2 separate regions of the Mus musculus genome follow, and region 2 is linked to region 1. A link is a contact called in public HiChIP or PLAC-seq data. All regions are on one chromosome and are shown on one strand. Each heading gives the region's core, a stretch centred on a gene start, on an enhancer-like site or on the middle of the called end of the contact. The rest is flanking DNA. Distances are from core to core; before and after follow the strand shown.

Region 1 (4,406 bases), core at 755-3,254:
CTGCCTCAAGGCAATAAGGTGGGTCTTGCTAGAGGAGGACTCCCAATATCCACCTCTGGTTTCCACAAGCACAAAGTGGGGCATATGTACACACACACACACACACGCACACACACACACACACACACACACTCACAAACTCATACATATGCTTATACCATATATCCATGCTCCACAAAATTAAGACAGAAGGGAGGCAAGCAATAGAGGAAACTCAAGCAGAGGCCTTTTGTCTATGGATTGAGAGAAGCTTGGAGGAAAAGGCTCCCTTTCAAGGCCTGTGCATCACCAGTGTGACCCTGGACAGGAATTGAGCTCTGCTGGCGTCTGTGTCTTCCTCTGTACATAGACCATGAGAGTGCCCAGCAGTGGTGACTGACAGAGGCTGGGGTAATACCCACACAGTGACTAGGCTGGGCCTGAGTGCACTCCGTGTGGATGCAGTTACAGCTGCAATGGGGGAGATGAAGTAAACAGAAAACCTGATCATGCTCTAAGAACATGAGGGTCCACGTGGGAAAGACAGGAGTTGAGGAGGAAGGAGGGAGAAGAGGCAAATAAGGGAGACGAAAAAAGAAATGGAGGGAGAGATGGGGGACCCAGAGGCACATAGGGACTAGACGCTACCTACTGTGGTAGCCATGAGATATAATGTAAACCCTCCAGTTAACCAATACCCTGATGCAGGACCAAGGCAAGCCTGCTCCATCCTAGAGAAGCCAGATACCCATGGATTTCTAGCAGCGAGGGTGGGAGTGGACAGGATGAATAGTGCCAGATTGGAGAAAGGAGCAGGAAACTGGGCCCTCTGGGAAGAGTTGAGGCCAGGAAGTAGGGTGGTAAGACCGAGGGTACAATGAGGGGCCAGCTCAGAGAAAGCTGCTATGGTTTGCAGATGATTATGGAGAAGAGAAAAGACAAAGTTGGCAGACCTCTGGGGAGGGGAGAGACCACAGGAGAAAAATCTGTGTGAAATATCAGAAGTTTAGGCTCTCTAATGACATCTATGGCATAAGGAAGCCAGGGGCCACCAAAGGCAGGGCTGGGATGTACTCACCATTGGTCACATTGAGTTGGGTCCCAGGAATTGACTGCCAAAACTGTATGCCTTCTGTTGTTTGCAGAAAAACTCTGCCAAAGTACCGGGTCTGGTCAGACTCCTTCAAGTTCAGGATTCTGAGGACTCCAGATGTCTGACCCTGTGTCCAGTTCAGGATGAGCCGGCCCTTGAAGTGCTCATGTATGAAAGGCAGGGAGGAGTTGTAGATGAATTCCCCATGGAAATCCTTCCATCTCCAGGCTATGCTCATCTGTGGATCCTTGGCCAACTTCCAGGGGAAGTAGAAGGAGAAGGGGATGTCGATGGAGCCACCCTGGACTCCAGAGCAGCTTTCAGGTTGGTTGACCCCAAAGCCATTTTTTCTGTTGGATCTTTCTGAATTTCCTGGGAAGGATGGGGAGACTCTGAAGCCACTGCAGGGGACAGTGACAGGAAACATAGAAAGGACAACACAGAACATTCTGAGACTTCTTGCACAGGCAGGGCTGAGACACAAGGCAGGACTGTCCCTAACGCTAGTGGGACAGGAAAGAGAGTGAAGGGTTGGGTTGGGCTCCCTCTGCAATGTTAACAGACTCTTGGGGCAGAGGGTCCTGGCTGGCTCCTCTAGCAGACACCTGTACACATGACTCCCTTCTCTTCCCAGCCCCACTGTCCCCTCCTGAGGTTAAGTCCCTGCTAGTGAGGTCACTACCACTCACCAGCATGCAGACAGGCTGATGAGAGCAGAAGCAGGATCTGAGCCATGGCTGGAGTCCCTCCAGGAAGCGAGATCAGCAAAGCCATCAGGAAGGCAAGGATGCTCTGTCTAGGGACACTGGAGTGCTCAGGAGTCCAGAGAGAACCAGGGTAAAGTGAGACAGATCCCCAGGCCTTCACATGTGGAGGACTGAGTTGGGGCAGGACCTCTCCATCTCCACCTCCTTGTGGCCAGCAACTTCCTTTATTGATCTGGCTTCTTTTTTTCCCATGTTGCAGAAGATCCGCCCTGTGGTCACTGACAACATAACTGGACTTTGGCCCAGCCCCCATTGTTGGCTTGGAGACATGGCTTTGTCCTCAGGAGGCAGGGCTCTCCTCTCTTCCACCTTCATCTTCTATCTTATCTACTGTTTTCCATTTCCTAAGTGGCTTGTAATCTCTGTTTCCCTTCCTCTATTTTTCTTCTATTCTTTCCTTCCCCCTACTCAATCTCTTTCTCATTATGTCTCTCATCATGCTGGTTGTCACATTTCTCTCTAATTATCTCACCTAATGAAGTTGTCAGTTTCTAAATCACCTCAGACACAATGAGGAAGGTGTAATTAAGAAACACAGTAAGTCCCAGGCCCTAGCACAGTAACCCCCTTACCCTGCTCTTCCTTCCCCCTCTCTGTTCCCATCACAACTTGCCCTTTCTTGTCTTTCAGGGAGCCTTCACAGTGCCCAGGCAGAATCAAGGCTTTGAGGATCCTCTCCACCTTGCCCTGATCTCTGTGGCAGAGCCTCCAACTTCCCTGGGCTTCTTGGACAGTGACTCTAAAGCTACTCCAGTTTCTAAAGGAGCCTTTCTGCCTCTCCTCCTCCTACCATAACACTCACTCAGAAGAGGATAACAAGGATCAGAGAAGTCAAGGCACATGTCATACAACAGCCACATGGCTCATTGACTGGACTTTAGTCACATTGAGTTCTTGGAGTCTTCCATTCCACACAGAGACTTCAGTTTACCTGCTCAGTGCTGCCTCTGAGGAGGCTCTTTCCACAAAGCTCTTGAGTGACTCCCTCTAGTTATGGCCACACTAGAACCTTCTTTGGACTAAGTGGGCAAACACAGCTCTGAGCAGCTATGTGTCATTCATGATGTAAGGCCTGGGACATGGCTGACAGTGGACACAGCTGGCCTGTGACTTGGGTTGAAAGGTTGGGGCAGAGGCTGTGGTGACCTCAGGGCTGGTTCTAAAGAGGTTCAAACTACTCTTCCTCAGGACATGGTGCCATCAGCTTCCTGAAGGGCACAAACACATGATGGTGTCAGAGGAAGTGGCATCAATCTCCCTGAGTGACATGTGCAGAGGCCTCTTCCCATTTCCTTAGGTTCCCTGGCATTGATTGCCTTGTTCCTGCTTCCCTGCAGCTGGCTTTGCAGCCTGCCCTCTCTCATGTCTGCTTCTCTGACTCCCTTCACAGTCCCCATGGTCCTCAGATCCCTTGTTCTGATCCAGACACAAACTGTCATGTCCTGACAGTTTGTATTCATCTGTATTCATAGTACCCTTGGAGACACTGAGGCACAGAGCCTATGGGATGAGTTGGCCCCAGATGGAAGGTTAGTCAGATCAGGGACTAGGGGTGTGTGTGTGTGTGTGTGTGTGTGTGTGTGTGTGTGTTTAAATTCTATCTCAAGAAGCCCAAAGTGGTCCTAAAACTTAGTATATAGCCAGAGATGACCACGAAGGACTAGCGAACCTCCTGCCTGGTGCTCCCATGAGCAGAGATTCCAAGTGTGCCCCATCCTGTCCCTTTATCTATTGTTGGACATAAAACCTTTGGTTGGACTCTGTGGAGGGCAATCTGACAGGTGAGAGTTTGGAATACAGAGGCCAGCAGTCTCTGGGACAGGCGAGAGCCACAGAGCCTCTGAGGCAGCGCCATTTTCGGCTCCAAACAACCAGCCACATTCCTGGTCAGAGCACAGGTGTCTGCCCGGCCCGAGAAGCTTCTGCCTCAGGCTCTGTGGGAGCCAGCTTGGTTCCGGGACTCCGTGGAGGGCAGTCTGCACAGGTGAGAGTGTGGAATACAGAGGCCAGCAGTCTCTGGGACAGGCGAGAGCCACAGAGCCTCTGAGGCGGCGCCATTTTCAGCTCCAAACAACCGGCCACCTTCCTGGTCAGAACACAGGTGTCCGCCTGGCCGAGAGGCTTTTGCCTCAGGCTCCACGGGAGCCACCTTGGTTCCGGGACTCCGTGGAAAGTAGTCTACACAGGTGAGAGTGTGGACTACTGAAACAATGGCTTCTGTGACAGGCCAAAGCAACACAGCTCTGGGAAAGATCCTGTTTTGGGCCTTCATCTTCGGCCAGGAGGAGGTCCAAACACCAGATAACTGTGCACCTTCCCTGAAAGAGGAGACCTTGCCTGCAGAGACTGCTCTGACCACTGAAACTCAGAGGAGAGAGCTAGTCTCCCAGGTCTGCTGATAGAGGGTAACAAAATCACCAGAGGAACAATCTCTAAACAGAGACAACTATAACAACTAACTCCAGAGATTACCAGATGGCGAAAGGTAAACGTAAGAATCTTACTAACAGAAACCAGGACCACTCACCATCATCAGAACCCAGCACTCCCACTTCGCCCAGTCCAGG
Region 2 (4,406 bases), core at 917-3,416, 50 kb after region 1:
GTTTGGTAAGTGGTGTGACAGAAATGGAGAACAGAGGGATACTTTTCATCCATGAGGTTATCTGCTGGGTCAGGGAACACAGAGCCTGCAGCATGTCTTATCTGAGGAATTGTGGGGCATTGGGCTCTGCAAAGACAGGCTGGTCTCTAGTTGAGCTGAGGTCTGAACCCCAAAGCCATAATTCACCTACATGACACTGTAGGCATTCCCTCATGCTCCTGGAACTCTGGCTCCTGTCTAAGTTACTGCCGCCCACAGCCCTCACAAGAAAAGCATGGTCAGTAGTCATGTAGGCAATGGCCCAAGCTTCTGACCTTCAGGCTAAGCTCCTCCCAGTTACCTAGCAACAGTAAAGACCATAAAAGGGCTGTTCAGCCCCTGCTTGCTCTCTTACTTCTCACTCTCTTACTTGTCTTCTTATTCCTCACTCTTACCCTCTCTCCTTTCTCTTTGTCTTCTCCTCTCCTCTCCTCTCCTCTCCTCTCCTCTCCTCTCCTCTCCTCTCCTCTCCTCTCCTCTCCTCTCCTCTCCTCTCCCTCCTCCTCCTCTTCCTCCTCCTCTTCCTCCTCCTCTTCCTCCTCCTCTTCCTCCTCCTCCTCCTCCTCCTCCTCCTCCTCCTCCTCCTCCTCCTCTTCTTCTTCTTCTTCTTCTTCTTCTTCTTCTTCTTCTTCTTCTTCTTCTTCTTCTTCTTCTTCTTCTTCTTCTTCTCCTTCTCCTTCTCCTTCTCCTTCTCCTTCTCCTTCTCCTTCTCCTTCTCCTTCTCCTTCTCCTTCTCCTTCTCCTTCTCCTCTCTCTCTCTCTCTCTCTCTCTCTCTCTCTCTCTCTCTCTCCTCTCTTTCCACCTGCATTTCTATAATAAAGCTCTAAAACCATAGAGTGTCTCTGCTCATCAAGGCCCACTATGCTTGGAGGATGGGAACAGGCTTTCTCCTAATGAGCTGTTTCGAATCTCCCATTAGAAGGCCTTCCTGTGCTCCAGTCAAGATCTGCTGCGTGCACTTTCGCAGGTGTTGGGAACCTCTTCCCTCATCCCTCTCTCCTATAACCCCGGGGTTTTAGCAAGGTAGCTCCAGGAATCCCAGGTAGGGCTGCCCCTTGGCCACCCCCTGAAGAATGGGATAGAGGAATGCCCACCCAGGGCTGAGTGGAAAGTGTATGGCAGCTCTCCCATGCCTGACAGACCAGAGGATAGGGAAAACTCTGGTGGGATGTGGGCTCCCCCCTTTCCCAGGGCCCCCTTTTTAGTTCCCAACAGGGAATGTTTCTCGAATGGAAGGGTTCAGAGAGAAATAGGATGCCTTAAGCCTGTTCTCTCTCACCATTGCCATAGGATGACCAATTTGGGCATAAAAAGCAGAGAATCTGAATGCTGTGGATGGTCAGGAACTAGAATCTGAAGAGTCACTGAGTGTGGTCTGAGGGAGGCTCAGGGAAGATGAAGACTGGGTCAAGTCATGGAAGGTGATCAACTGTTAAAGGTGCCTTGTATGGTTCCCCCCCCCTCTCTCTCTTTCTGTGTGTGTGTGTGTGTGTGTGTGTGAGAGAGAGAGAGAGAGAGAGAGAGAGAGAGAGAGAGAGAGAGAGAGAAAGAGAAAGAGAAAGAGAAAGAGAAAGAGAAAGAGAAAGAGAAAGAGAAAGAGAAAGAGAAAGAGAAAGAGAAAGAGAAAGAGTGTGTTTTGTGAGTGTGTGTGCCCTTGTGCATGCTCAGGTGCACGCATATATAAATAAGTGTGCTCATATGGATGGAGTCCAGTTGACAACCTCAGGCATTATGATTAGGGACACCATTCTACTTGACTGTCAACCTGAGGTTTCTTTGCTTGGTTTCTTGGCATTTTGACTTTTTTTTTTTTTTTTTCGTTTTGATTTTCTGTGGTTTTGTTTGTTTTTTTGGTTTTATTTTTCTTGTTTTTTGCTTGTTTGTTTGTTCGGTTTGGTTACGTCTAGGATGAGACAATTTTTAGTATGTAGTGCTTGCTGCCCTGAAACTAGATAAATAGACCAGGTTAACTTCAAACTCAGAGAGATATATTTGTTTCTTCTCACAGAAGGGTTCAAATAGGAATTCAATTAAGTCCAAAACATGAAACCAGAAGAGAGCACGTGAATTTGGATTAAGAAGCCAGCAGGTGGCAGCAGTGGAGCAGGACACAAGGGACAGCTGGAATCCTGTAGAGCTCACCAGGGTCTGTTGTGTAAAAATGCTGAGGTTAAGAAAATGACATATGACAGTCTTGTCACGTTCAGTCCCTTCTTGGGTGAATTAGCAATTGAGTCACTGTTTAACTAGAGGCCCTTGAGAGTAAAGGAAAGGCAGATGAAATCTGGAGGTGAGGGCTCATGACCAGGAGGACATCCTCTCAGACCTAACTGCACCTAAGAATTTGCTTCATGTGGTAGAGCTTTCCTGGCAGGCATAGAACCAAATATTTTATATCCAACAGGAGATAAAGGGGCATGATGATGCTCACCTGTAATCCCTGCTCATGGGAAATTCAGTCAGGAGGATCTGTAGTCATTCATGGTCATTTTTGGCTATATAAAACGTTCAAGGACCACCTTGGGCTACTTGAGATGAAACTTAAATACACACACACACCAACTCTTTTTGAAAGAGACCATAGCACTAGACCTTCCATGTAGGGCCAATGAATCCCAAAGGCTCTGTGCCTTAGTGTCTTTAAGGGTACTATGGATATGTCCTCAGACCATGAGAGATTGTGTCTGGCTCAGGTCAAGGGATCTGAGGACCATGAGGACTGTGAGGAAGGCAGAGAAACAGAGATGGGAGAGGGCAGGCTGATAGCCAGCTACAGTGAAGCATGAACTAGGCAATCAATGCCAGGAAAGCTAAGGAAATGGGAAGATGCCTCTGCACAAGTCACTCAGGGAGAATGGAGCCACTTCCTCTGATACAATCATGAATCCTGCCTCTCAGGGAGCTTATGGCACCATGTCCTGGGCAAGGGTGGGATGAACCTCCTTAGAACTGTACTGAGGACACTACAGCCTCTCCCCCACCACCACTCATGTCTCCACCCAAGTTCAAAGCCAGCTGTGTCCAGTGTCAGCCTTGTCCCAGTCCTCATATCTTGAATGACACATGGATGCTCTGAGACATCTTCTCTCGCTTAGTCCAAAGAATCTGGTGTGACCATAACTAGAGGGAGTCACTCAAGGGCTTTGTGGAAAGAGCCTCCTCAGAGTCTGTGCTGAGCAGGTCGACTGAAGTCTCTATGTGGAATGGAAGACTCCAAGAACTCAATATGACTAAATCCAGTCAATGAGTCATGTGGCTGTCATGTGACATGTACCAGGACTTCTCTGATCCTTGTTTTCCTCTTTAGCGTGTGTTAGTGTGAGGGTGAGGGGAGTTAGAAAGGCTCCTTTTGAGACTGGAAAAGCCTTAGAGTCACTGTCCAAGAAGCCCAGGGTTGTTGGAGACTGTGCCACAGGGAGCAGGGCAAGGCAGAGAGAGTCCACCAGGTCTTGGTTCAGCCTGGGCACTGTGAAGGGTCCCTAAAACTCAAGAAAATGCCCAAGAGTAGATGGGGCAGGAAGGGTGAAGGGGAATCAGGGTAAGGGTGTCTCTATGCTAGCGCTGGTGACTTCATGTGTTTGCTCATCACCACCTTCCTCATTGTGTCTGAAGTGGTTTAGAGACTGACAACTTCATTATGTGAGATTCTTAGAGAGACTTGGGCATGCAGCATGGTGGGAGACATAATAAGAAACAGATTGAGGATGTGGAGGGAAGGAAAAAAGGAAATATAGAAGAAAGAAGACAGAGATTACAAGCTACTTAGGAAATGGAAAAGAGTAGATAAGGCAAAAGGTAAAGGTAGAAGAGAGGAGAACCAGTCATGCCAAGGTCTAATCCATGTCTCCCAGCCAACAATGAGAGCTGGGCCCAGAGCCCAGTTATGTTGTCAGTGACCACAAGGGAAGATCTTCTGCAACATCAGAAAACAAGAAGCCAAGTTGCTGGGCACAAGGAGGTGGAGATGGAGAGGACCGGCCCTGACTCAGCCCTCCACATGTGAAAGCTGGGGATCTGTCTCACATTTCCCTGGTTCTCTCTGGACTCCTGAGCACCCCTATGTCCCTATACAGGGCATCCTTGACTTCCTGATGGCTCTGCTGATCTTGCTTCCTGGAGGGTCTCTGGCTATGGCTTGGATCCTGCTTCTTCTGCTGTCAGCCGCTTGTTTGCATGCATGTTTGCATCTTTCTCACTAGCAAAGAATTAAACATAGGAGGGGACAGTGGGTTTTAAGTGGACAGGAGTCTGCTAGAGGAGCCTGCCAAGCATCTCTGAGCTCATCCCTCAGAGGGAGCCCAGCCCAACCTTTCCCTTGCTTTCCTGTCTCACCAGTCATAGGGACAGTCCTGCTTTGTGTCCCACC

What was found. HiChIP or PLAC-seq counts read pairs in DNA pulled down with a chosen protein or histone mark.
Region 2: an H3K4me3 HiChIP or PLAC-seq map of bone marrow-derived macrophages shows a contact between it and region 1, with 2.8 times the contacts expected there. The contact joins the enhancer-like site here to the promoter of Pilra in region 1. A contact is called at or near these places in 3 of 39 promoter capture datasets (the C10 cell line, embryonic stem cells and neutrophils), 1 of 15 datasets of contacts at CTCF or cohesin (CD8 T cells), 2 of 484 Hi-C or Micro-C datasets (bone marrow-derived macrophages and fibroblasts), 4 of 115 datasets of contacts at active chromatin or transcription factors (the HPC-7 cell line, bone marrow-derived macrophages, intestinal crypt epithelium and 1 more) and 3 of 9 other capture datasets (adipose tissue, liver and pancreatic islet).

The regions. Positions count from the first base shown.
Region 1 is chr5:137,834,274-137,838,679 of GRCm38.p6, forward strand. Pilra (paired immunoglobin-like type 2 receptor alpha) reads right to left here and starts at 2,005. Exons shown (of 7, transcript NM_153510.3): 1 at 1,762-2,005; 2 at 1,058-1,444. The coding sequence starts at 1,846.
Region 2 is chr5:137,883,940-137,888,345 of GRCm38.p6, forward strand. It overlaps the pseudogene Gm3103. Among named protein-coding and RNA genes, the nearest start is that of Pilrb2, 14 kb to the left of the region's middle. Within about 2 kb of position 2,167, at least 9 of the 459 cell types and tissues checked have an H3K27ac peak or open chromatin away from gene starts, as enhancers often do. A contact at or near this core is called in bone marrow-derived macrophages, where this site is marked.